Regions from separate parts of the Mus musculus genome. Here region 2 is linked to region 1. Evidence: chromatin contacts called from public promoter capture Hi-C data. All regions are on one chromosome and are shown on one strand. Each heading gives the region's core, a stretch centred on a gene start, on an enhancer-like site or on the middle of the called end of the contact. The rest is flanking DNA. Distances are from core to core; before and after follow the strand shown.

Region 1 (5,421 bases), core at 2,150-4,649:
TCTATCTATCTATCTATCTATCTATCTTGTTGTTGTTGTTGTTGTTGGTGGTGCTGGTGGTATTTTTGAGACAGGGTTTCTCTGCATAGCCCTGGCTATCCTGGAACTCACTCTGTAGACCAGGCTGGCCTTGAACTCACAGAGATCCGCCTGATCCTGCCTCCCAAGTGCTGGAATTAAATACATGTGCCACCACTGCCTGACATGAACACTTCAAAAAAACTTTAGAAGAAACTAGGAGTAGTGCCCACCTCTGAGAAGAGACCACAGGTATGAGGGAGATTGGCGGAAGGTTGTGGAGGAATGCTGCTTTCTCCATGCCCCTGTACCATGGGTCATTTTCATCGTAGACATTCGTTTTGTGTTTACACAACCTTTGCTGCTGTTGAGTAACTTGATAGCCGTTTGGGAAAGGTCCCATGTTGAACCATGGATACAACATGGTCTAAATGGATGGAGCACTTCCAGGATGTTAGAGAAGAAGCATAGAGCCATGGCTTTGTCCGAATTTACTGATTAACAACAAAGTTATAAGCTGTGTCAGTTTTATTGACTTCATGTTGCCAATTATCCCCCATTTTGCTGAATAGTTGGCCACTGATGATGATAAATTCTTTTAGTCTAATCTTTCCTTTTTCTTCTTTTTAAAGATTTATTTGTTATTATTAATGGGTACACTGTAGCTGTCTTCAGATGCACCAGAAGAGGGTGTCAGATCTCATTAAGGGTGGTTGTAAGCCACCATTTGGTTGCTGGGATTTGAACTCAGGACCTTGGGAAGAGCAGTCAGTGCGCTTACCCGCTGAGCCAGCTTGCCAACTCCCTTCTTTCTTTCTTGAGGCAGGGTCCCACCTTGTGTCTCAGGCTGGCCACAAACTCACTCTGTAGCCCAGGCTAGCCTCAAACTCATGACAATTCTGCCTCAGCCTTCTGAGTTGAGCTTCCAAATATTCATCACCACACTGGGTAGCCTGGTCTTTCTAATATTAATACATTACACAAAATTATCTGGGCAGGTTACAGGTGGCTAGAAAAGGGTTGAAGCGACTATAGAGGCCATACTGGCTGACCAGAAGCTGGAGGCAAACAGCTGACATAGCTGCCAGAAAAAGTTTAGGGACTTCAGCTAATCAGGATGTAAAATGAAGGTCCGGTGGCAGACCATTTTGAAAGCCATTTTGAGGCAGCTTGGGTATTGTGAGAAAGAGAAATTGTATTCAAACTGATGTCCAGGGACAGAGACAGAGTCTTCCACTGTGACAATTTCCTGGATGAGGCTCCTCAGCTTCAACCCACCATACACTGAGCTTCGGGGTCTCTTCTGTCAGCCCACATACCCAGGCGCCTGTCATTCCCCGTCCTCTCCTGGTGCCCACTTCTAATCACGGTGCTGCCCCTCTGGAAGTTCTCCCAAGCCGGTGCCAAAAGCTGTTCTTCTCTGGTGCCCTGTACCCACCTCCTACAACATGTTCTGGGTGGTGAAAGCACTGCCTCTTAGCGGCTGTGTGACTTTGAGCAGCTTTTTGTCCCACTCTCATCCTCAGTGTCTGTAGATTGGGGAAACGTGGCCACTGGGGAGTTCCCAGGAAAAGTGTTTGGTACGGCAGTCTTCTGAGCTTACTAAGGCCTCCATAAACATTGTCAATGCCCGGTGTTCTTTGGCTTCAGCCTCTGAAGTGGAGGGCAGGCTGTAGGCCCTTTGGCTGGCTCTGTGGTCTCTTTTCACATTCTTTCCAACCTATAGTACCCTCTGAATGTCAGCTGACGATTTGCCTTGAGGGAGCGACCCACACGGCCCCTGTTGACATGTGTGTCCAGTGCCCTACTGTCCTTGCCTGTCCTGGGTATGTGGAGAGAGCTGAGCCGAGCCCAGCAGGCCTGGCCTGGGGACACGAAAACACCTTGTGTCAATGTTTGACAAATTTCAGGACCTTTCCTTTCCCCTCAGTGACCTAGCAAACGGGTCAGTAGGGGAGACATTAATGTATTACTTAGGACGGGAAGGGTTGTGCAAAGCCTTGGCCTGGACCCAGATAGGAACAGGAAGTGTGCTAGGTACATGTAATTCCGGCAAGTTCAAGGCCATCTCCTGCTAGCTGGAGGCTGGTGGGGACTATGTGTTTCAAATAAATAAATAAATAAATAAATAAACATCCCAAATGGCCCAGTTGACATCTGTCAACACTGCGTGTGTGTTGTACTAGAGTCCTCATGGGTCCCCATAAAATCAGTGAAGAGTACACTGTGTTGTCCTTGGCGCCCTTCCAGACCAGAGACCAAGTCACTGAGCAGCCCTTGGACTGAAGTGAGGTTGCAGAGCTGAAGGACAGGCCTGGGGCCCTGAGCTAGTCCTAAACCGCCTTCAGGATCTGCATCATTTGCCGTAAAGTCTGGGCTGGCCTTGAACAGTCCTGCCTCTACCTCTTGAATGCCGGATTATAAGCATAATCGCCATGCCTGCCTTAGTCTCTATTATAAGCACAGTACATACTTCATCTCTCAACAAGCCAAGGCAAGCATTACTACAATCCCCATGGGACAGATAAGGAAGACATGGAGGCACACAACGTTTAATAATTGCTCACGGTGGTGAATCGGGCATTTAGCCCCAGGCATCTGGGCATTGCAGCTTGAGCTCTGCCACCCTCAGGCTAAGCACCCCTGTTCAGTAGTGAAAACAACCTTCAAAGGAAATGCTAACCTCACGATGTGCCTGAAGAAACAGGGGTGGGAATGCAGATTAGGGTTAAAGGTCAAACAACTGGAAAGGGTTAAAGCCAAGATCCAGACTCAGTCCCATCTACCTGCAAACCCTGGATCTACCCGTGGCTCAGCATACCTGGTCCCTGCTTGCTCAGGAACTGCTTCCAGACAGTTAGCACTTGTGTCTAGCTCGCCTGGGTGGCCCGTGATGGGCTAAAATATCATCACAATTGTAAAGTCCCAGTAAGGAATCATTCTAAGTATTAAAGCTATAATGTCTGGACTCAGACCCTCTCCCTCAGTCTCCTCCCTCAGCATGCAGGTCAGGCTCGGCTTAGAATTCCGTGTGTTTAACCAGAAGCCTCTGGGATAGTTTGGCTAAGATAGGCCTCACAGGGCTTTCTCCTTTGCCAATACCGACAGCATAGTCAGAGAGGTCTCTCTCACAGGTCCCTCCTCATAATGCCCCTCACTCCAGGCTCCTAGTGGTGTTTGACAGTCTCGAGGCCATGTTACTCTTGAAAGCACACACACCAAAGAAGGCTCTCCAAGTCCTACACTCAACCCACACTAACACAGAGCCTCTATCCGGGACACTTGGTCTCCAAAGCTACAGCCACAGCTATACCAGACCATAGAGGTCCCGGGCTCGGCCCCGCCCCCAGCGCCGGCCCCGCCCCTAACGCCGGCCCCGCCCACACTTCCGTCGTCTCCTGCAAGGCCAGCCTGGTACGTGTTTGCTGCTGCGGGTCTTATGAAACCGGCGCGACTCATGAAGGTGTTCGTCACTGGCCCGTTGCCTGCCGAGGGCAGGGCTGCGCTCGCCCAGGCCGCAGAGTAAGCGCCCGCGTCGGTACGGGGGCTGCAGCCGTGCCCCTGGCACGCTGTCCTGTCCACCTAACCTCAAACACCCCTGCACCCATGGAGACACGCCGCTAGGGCTTCCAGAGCTGTCCCAGGGCTGGGGGCCACCTCTCAAGAGCCGGGTGCCTGGCAGGCAGGCGAAGCGGAGCCAGGACCCGAGAGGGTGGCTCTGGCGCATGGGGACTTTGCTCAGGTGTTGCCAGCTGTGTCCCCAAGGGGCTGGCTTGGAGTTTGGGGCCGTAGTTCTCCGGGAGGCAGCTTGCTCCGGGCCCCAGGCTATTGGTCTCCATGTTTCAGTGAAGTGAGATTGCCTATGGGGCAAGGTGCAGGCTGTGAATTTTACCCACTGAGGGTTAGCTGGCAGGCAGAAGTAGTGTTCAGGGACTATGACAGTCATTGGCTTGCCTCCTTGGATACTCGATGGGGCCATTTGATGACTGTTCTCTTCCTATTGAACCTTGTTTAGTGGGTAGCCTTGCCAGGAGCTGTGAACACAGACTGTGAAGTCAGCTTTAGAATTTCTGCATCACTTGAAAACAGTCTGGATGGGCTTGTTGTACCTTGCCCTGGGGTCACTCAGCTCCAGGTGGCAGGCCTGGCCCTTATGCTTAGTCCTCATCCGCTGCAGGCGGGTCACTTTGTCCTGCCGGCTTTGTGTTACCATGCCAGTTTGGGAGGAGGTGAGAGTGCTCGGCAGTCAGTTTTTGTTTGTTTGTTTCCTGATTTTTTTTTTTCAAGACAGGATTTCTCTGTGTAGCAGCCCTGCCTGTCCGGGAACTGGCTTTGTAGATCAGGCTGCCCTTGAACTTATAGAGATCCGTCTGCCTCTGCGTTTTGAATGCTGGGATTAAATTCTGATGGTTTGGGGACTGTGACTTGTTTCGAAATTTTTTCTAGCACAGTACAGTTTTTCCCAAGGACTTGTTTTGTTGGTACTTTTGGTGCTGAGGAGCAGAGACAGATGGACCTGGGGACCTGCCAGCCACTGTCCAGTGTCTCCTGTGTGCACACACCTGGACTGCTCTGAGTGCAACGGAAGGGTTTGGAGGAGCACCTCACATTTGAGGCTACTAAGGAAGCACACTCAAGTGCTCCCGTGACCAGAGGAGCCTTCAGCTCTTGTCAGTGTTCCCCACTTTGGCAGCACTTCACCCCCTCCTCAACTACACTCCAGACAGTTCTGAGGCTCCCCACGAATGACCTTAACAAAGGCTAGCCTAAGGCCATAGCAGGTGGAAGGCCATGTTTGCTAGCTGTGCATGCTGTAGGACCTCGGAGGCTCCCTGCATCCTTTGAGTGGCTGCCTTTTGCTTCCAGCTGTGAGGTGGAACAGTGGAATTCGGATGACCCCATCCCCAGAAAGGATCTGGAGCAAGGTGTGGTGGGGGCCCATGGCTTGCTCTGCCGCCTCTCTGACCGTGTGGACAAGAAACTTCTGGATGCCGCAGGTATGTCCTGAGTCAGCCTGAGCAAAGTTCTGAGGTCGGGGGAGGGTCTTATCAGGGCAAGCACTTCAGCTCTCTGCAGCCGGCCTTTGAGCTGATCTGATGTATTTTCCTGTCTTCTGAGGGTGTCCCCAACAGTAGCTCTACCTGGCCCGTGTTGTCCCCAATCTGGCTTTTAAGTTTCCAGGAGGCTCCAAGAGGGCAAAGACCTTGTGTTGCCTGTGTGGGAGTGGGGATGGGGTAGGGGGTGGAGGAGGGTATCCTGGGCTCTGAACCTCTCTACTGTGCCAGAGCCTTGTTTTGTGACCTTGAGATCTCTCTGGGCCTGTGTGCTGCAGGGCAGAGGGCCCAGCACTGTCTGTGCCTAGCACCGATGGATACCCATGGAGTGTGCACGCAGCTGTGGCCC
Region 2 (5,579 bases), core at 2,507-5,006, 200 kb before region 1:
CTCTCTCTTTTTGCTTTGGCACTGGGTGGAATGTTCTTTTAAAACTGAGTAGCTAAACTTGTACAGTAATATTAAGGTGTAACGGAAATACTTTCATGTATGCTTTGTTTTAGGCCAGAAAATGCTGTGACGGTAAGCTAATGAGAAGAGAATTAATTAATTAATGAGTGTTTTGAAAACTGATTAGCTTTGAAATTTTCTGTTCAGTTTCTGTTCTGAGTTAGAATTTAAATTGGAGCTGTTTACGAAATAAGTCACATTAATGTGTTTCTGTGTTCCAGTTGGGTGTTGGTATTTTTTGAAAAATGATATTTGGTGATATGAGAGAAAGTAGGAGATGAGCACAGAATAAAAGTTGGGGGAGGGGGCAAGGAATTGTCTGCTTCAAGTGACTCCAGCTGACAGACCAATAGAGAGTTTTAAGAGACGAAAGTGCTGAAACTCCATTTTAAAATACTAAAAGGGTTGAACATGCTTGACAAGGCTTGATAGTGAAAAGTGCTATAATGTTTCTCTGGCCTCTATTCTAAAGCAATATATGTTTTAAAACATTAACAAGAAGTACCGTGAAACTTAGTATTACTGCCCAATAAGTGATTGTATTTATTAAAGCTTATTAATATGAAAATCTAAAATTATAAGAGGTCTATATAAGAGTAGAGAAGGGGAATCACAAAAATTAATTTTTATATTTTGCTTTAGAAACTGCTTCTAATTCAGGTATGCCATAATACAACTTTCTTTCTTCAGGTTGTAAGGATATCACTTTTTAGTATTCAGAAATTTTTGAACTTTTAATTTTAAATATTGATATAAATTGGAGCCTTTTTTAAAAAACAGGTGCAGATATGAGAAAAAGATACAGGATACATGCTAGCAGTTGGCTTTTAAAGTTTTTAGTGATTACACTTTGAAATAGAAATACAGTCCTGGCATTTTTCAGGATACACATGCATAATTAGCAATATTAATACTGGGAGGAAGCATTGTGAAGAGTAGCAGATTGTATCCTTGATTATCCCATTGCTGGTGTTGCATTGGCTTCTTTGTTGGGGTGGGAGGTAAATTGTATTTCAGAAAAGGATGAAATAGAAAGCTGCTTTCAGGTAAATTTGTATCTTTGCTCTAAAATGTCTTTGAAGATTCATGTTGAGAAAGCTTGTGAAAATTCACAAAGCATATTTTCATTTAGTTGGCTGCTAAAAACTTGATTAATCTAGAAAAAAAAAGTGAAATTAATTTTTTTATAGTTTAATGTTTGTTCTTGAATATTGTTTAGTGTTTTTTTTTGTTAATTTGAGTTTATTCTGAATTTGGTTTTTAAAGTTCTATTTTTAATAATGTTATTTGGACAAATTCTCATAACTGTAATCATATTTCAGTCATCAAGATACTTTATGAGCCATATATAACTACGCTAGCATTCTTTTCTGGGCAGCCGTAAAGTAAGTGCTGCTTTATATTACAGTGTATGTGACCATTTCTAATTTGACCTGTTACTGTAAAGAAGGCTAACAAGTGTGTGTGACTAGCCCACCCCTTCTGGAGCAGTTGAAAACAGGCCTCAGAAGGCTCAAAGGAATTCTTTTAACTCCTAGCAGGGCCACGGGGTCAATGTCAGATTTAGTCATGCTGTTATTTTAGCCCAGTGGTCCAGAGAGATGACTGAAAAGTGAGTCTTTTATTTCTTTTTTTGTGTGGTTATTAACAGGATTAAATGTAAGCCATTGTGTACTTAGTACCAATTAGTTTCTCATCTGAGAGGTTCATTATGATTTTTTGTCAGCCTTGTTCTTGTAATATTTGTTTTATTGTTTGATTATTTAAAGGGATGGATGGACTAGAGAAGTCTTCCAGCAGTGCTTTGCTGTTCATCGAGAATTTTAATAAACACTTAACTTTCCAGAGATTTTTCTCTTGATTAAGAAATGACTATTACTAAAAACTGACAAGAAAGTGAGGAAGTTAAATAAGTGTTTAAAGTTTTCTTTTTTGATTTTTGTAGTTTTCAAAAAGGGCTAACTTTATCAATATTTCATGGTTTTGGAAGTCTACTTCATATTTGTATGCATATTTCTTAAGATTATGTTCATTTTTGTGAATATGTAATTTATCAGGAGAAATATATGCAAAGAAGCCCCAAAGTGTAAGTTTCTACATTTGAGCTTTTAAAGCAGAACATAAGAATTCTAGAATCAAGATAATTGCCAGGTATATAAGCAAACCTTAATTTAGAAGGAAAGAATCCGGAGTTGATTCTTTATGCCATTATAAATGAGTAAAAAGGAGAAAAGAAACATACCCAACGGTTTAGTTGCTTATTACATTAATGATTGCTTTTAAAACTGTGAGGTAAAAATTCTTAGTAGTGCTTCTTCACATAATTCCTCACTTAGCATGTTGAAATATTTTAGTAAAATTTTAGTCAAAATTGTTCTTACAAGTTGGATTAGTTAGTTATGGTCATTTCATCTAAAAGCAAGAAATATAACCAAATTAAAAGATAAGTTGTCTGCTAATTCGTGTGTGTGTGTATGTGTGTGTGTGTGTGTGTGTGTGTGTGTGTGTGTGTATATATATATACACACACACACACACACACACATATATATCTATCTTACATATATTAAATAAATGTATTTAGATAGAATATGAGCTTTGTACTTGAAGTGTAGAATACACATTTTCCTATGCATTCACTGTTAATGGATGAATGTGTTACACAGTTCAAATATTATGTTATAATTGCAGTTTAGGTAAATGTGATTTCTACTTTAACTGAATTGTTGAGTTTCTAAATCTCAGATTATTTGATCTATCGTATTAGATTGTACGATTCTGTTGAAGACCTTTGCTATAGGGCCTAACATTTTTGTTACTGAGATTACTGTAGCGTTGAATATGTAAGATTTTATGATTCAGATAGCTATGAAATATACTGCTTCTGAGGTATAGCTGCCCCACTTTGGCTAGCCCTTACAATTTAAGATTTGTGTATTTAACTTTTTGGGAAAGGCATTTCTACAAAAATCTACATATACTATTTTTCTTACCTTTCTCTTTAATTGTAATTGAAATATGCTTAGATTCTCCAGATGGAAGCTTTGAAAAAAATAAGAAAAGAGTGTATGGTAGCTGTATAAAGTAACCTGAAGATTTTCTCGCTACAGGAATTGAATCAGTTCCCTCCCCTTGTGGTTGGTCATCCATCCCATGGGAAAGCACGCAGCTTCTTTCAGATTAAGCGTGTAGTCTCACTAACATTTTCTGAAGGTCTGTAGAGAGCCAGAGGTGGATCATTAGTGAAATGGCATGGCAATAGGAAAAGACAAGCCTCTCCTCTTACCGTTTCTGTATTTAACTTTAAAGGAAGTGGAAAGAAATCAAATAGATACTAAGTTGCAAATCAAATTCACCTCTGAGTTAATAAAAATTCACTTGAAATTAATATTCTTATTGTTCTATGGAATACTTTTTAGATGGATCAACCCTTTGTTATTTCCTTTTTAATTTGATGTTTAACTTTTAAGTACTTGGTAGAGAGCAGATCCAGGTATTAGCATTCAACAGGAAATGTAAAAGGTAGATGGAACTGGAAAATAATATATTGAATGAGGCAATCCAGGCTCAGAATGTTAAGTCCCACATGTTCTCTCTTGGAGGTACTAGCTTGTAATGTTTCTGTGTGGGAGTGAGCATGGGTAGATGCCAGGAAGGTGGAAAGGTGCTCAAGAAAGGAGAAGTAGACCTTGAGAGAGGAGTGTGGGGGAGGGTAGCAGAATGCATATGGTCTGGACATGGAAAGGGAAATACTTGAGGCTGAAGGGAACACAGGGGTGGGTCAGAAGTTGGGTATCGACCACAACTAAATATATATGACACTGCATTAGAAAACTCATTAATTCTGGATGTTAATTAAGAAAATGAAAGAATAGATTATGAAAGGTTGAGCTGTAGTAAAGATACTTCCTTAGGGCTTCTGCTCCTTTAGGGCGGGCAGCTCATGCAGTAGTGACTGTTGTGAGCAGATGATGCAGCACGTGGGGAGTACTTGCCCTGTCACTCTTTCTGTTATGTATTGCGCTAGTCACACAACCTCAAGCCAGGCCACTTTTAAAAAGTTCAGTGGAAGTTTAAGAACTTGAAGTAAGTTGTTTTACTTTAAGACCATTAAAGATTATTGTTTGATTTATAATGAAGTTCTTGGAATAATAGGCATTTTATTGTAATTGGCAAGTGCTCTGCTAAATAAAAATGACTTTTAGATAACGCCTTTTCTATTTACTCAGATGAAGGCTACCAAATGTTGCTAAACTACTTTTAAGATGTTTAATATTGGTATAGAGATGTAATTTTTTTATTATATAAATTAAGTAAGACAAAAGGAACAATACAAATCTAAGAAGATAAATGAGAGTTGTGTAGATGAATAGAACAAAAACACGGTTAGTATTTAAATCCAAAGGCTAACTTTTATATACAGTCTCTAATGCTTGGGGCTTTTGTTTCCTGCAATAAAAATGACTTTTCTTTATAAAAGTCATGATGTTCTATTAGGATTAAACGTTATAGTTCATACTGTGCTTTTATTAAGCTTATAAGATACCATCAATGTTTTAGTATATTGAACTTACAACTGATTTTTTTTTATAGCTTTTTAATGAAGACCAAATATTTGTGGCTTTTGTCTGTAACTAAGTATATATTTGATAGGTTTTATTTAAAAGTTTTAGTATATTGTTTGAAAGATACCAGGCACAAGATAGCTACTTACACACTGTGATATTGTTAATGGTTCAGCTAGTCCAATTGGCCTCTTGAACAACAGTTAGAGTTGAAAATCACCAGTATTGGTTAGCTAATTTTTACTAGAGCTTACTTATTTCTAGAGTCTAACATTGGAGTTTAACTAAAAGGGATGTTTTGCTCCATTTAAATTTATAAAGCTCCACTTACTTGTTTTTTGTCTGGTATCTCTAAGTAATTGTTTCTTCATATTCTAGCAAAATATATTTAATTTGTTGTTTTTATTATTTAAGGATTTAATTATGAAACCTGTAAACTTTTTGGTTATCTTTTATTGATTGAGAACAAAGACAAATAATCTAAGACAACAAATAATAACCAAAACTAAGATTCATAGCCATTCATTTAATCAAGGACTAATCAGGGCCTACTGTGTTACACTGTGGATGTCCTGGTGAATACAGAGATGAATCAAGTACAGAGCCTGACTTTGCAGGTCTTATAGTGTAGTAGAAGTCAGGATCTGCAGGAGAAAAACCTAGAGGTACAGCAAAGGGAAGATACTTTCCTTCAGGGTTAGAGGTATGTGGGCGAGATACAATGCCATACAAATGGCCAGGGGACAGGGCACAGTAGACTGTCATTTCTTACAGGACACTTCTTCTTTAGACAAGGCTCCTCAGAATTTGGAGAAGAAGGTTGCAGAATTTGTCAAAAATTTTAAGATTTGTATTCTTATTTTGACATTGAAAGGTTTTGTATTAAAGCTACTGTTTCTCATTGCCAATTAGGGATTTGCCAGAGATTTGATTGATGTTTAAGAGAATTTCACT

Evidence for each region. Promoter capture Hi-C pulls out the DNA fragments that hold promoters and counts their contacts.
Region 2: a promoter capture Hi-C map of pre-B cells shows a contact between it and region 1, with 2.7 times the contacts expected there. The contact joins the enhancer-like site here to the promoter of Grhpr in region 1. A contact is called at or near these places in 6 of 39 promoter capture datasets (the 3T3-L1 cell line, cranial neural crest, embryonic stem cells and 3 more), 2 of 15 datasets of contacts at CTCF or cohesin (large pre-B cells and pro-B cells), 5 of 484 Hi-C or Micro-C datasets (B cells, CD4 T cells, the G1E-ER4 cell line and 2 more), 3 of 115 datasets of contacts at active chromatin or transcription factors (astrocytes, bone marrow-derived dendritic cells and large pre-B cells) and 3 of 9 other capture datasets (adipose tissue, liver and pancreatic islet).

Annotation. Positions count from the first base shown.
Region 1 is chr4:44,977,995-44,983,415 of GRCm38.p6, forward strand. Grhpr (glyoxylate reductase/hydroxypyruvate reductase) reads left to right here and starts at 3,400. Exons shown (of 9, transcript NM_080289.2): 1 at 3,400-3,540; 2 at 4,885-5,015. The coding sequence starts at 3,458. It overlaps Gm12679 (a long non-coding RNA gene), which reads right to left and starts at 611. Exons shown (of 2, transcript XR_003955389.1): 1 at 252-611.
Region 2 is chr4:44,776,930-44,782,508 of GRCm38.p6, forward strand. All of the region lies in intron 2 of Zcchc7 (zinc finger, CCHC domain containing 7), which reads left to right. Among named protein-coding and RNA genes, the nearest start is that of Zcchc7, 23 kb to the left of the region's middle. Within about 2 kb of position 3,757, at least 12 of the 459 cell types and tissues checked have an H3K27ac peak or open chromatin away from gene starts, as enhancers often do. A contact at or near this core is called in pre-B cells and pro-B cells, where this site is marked.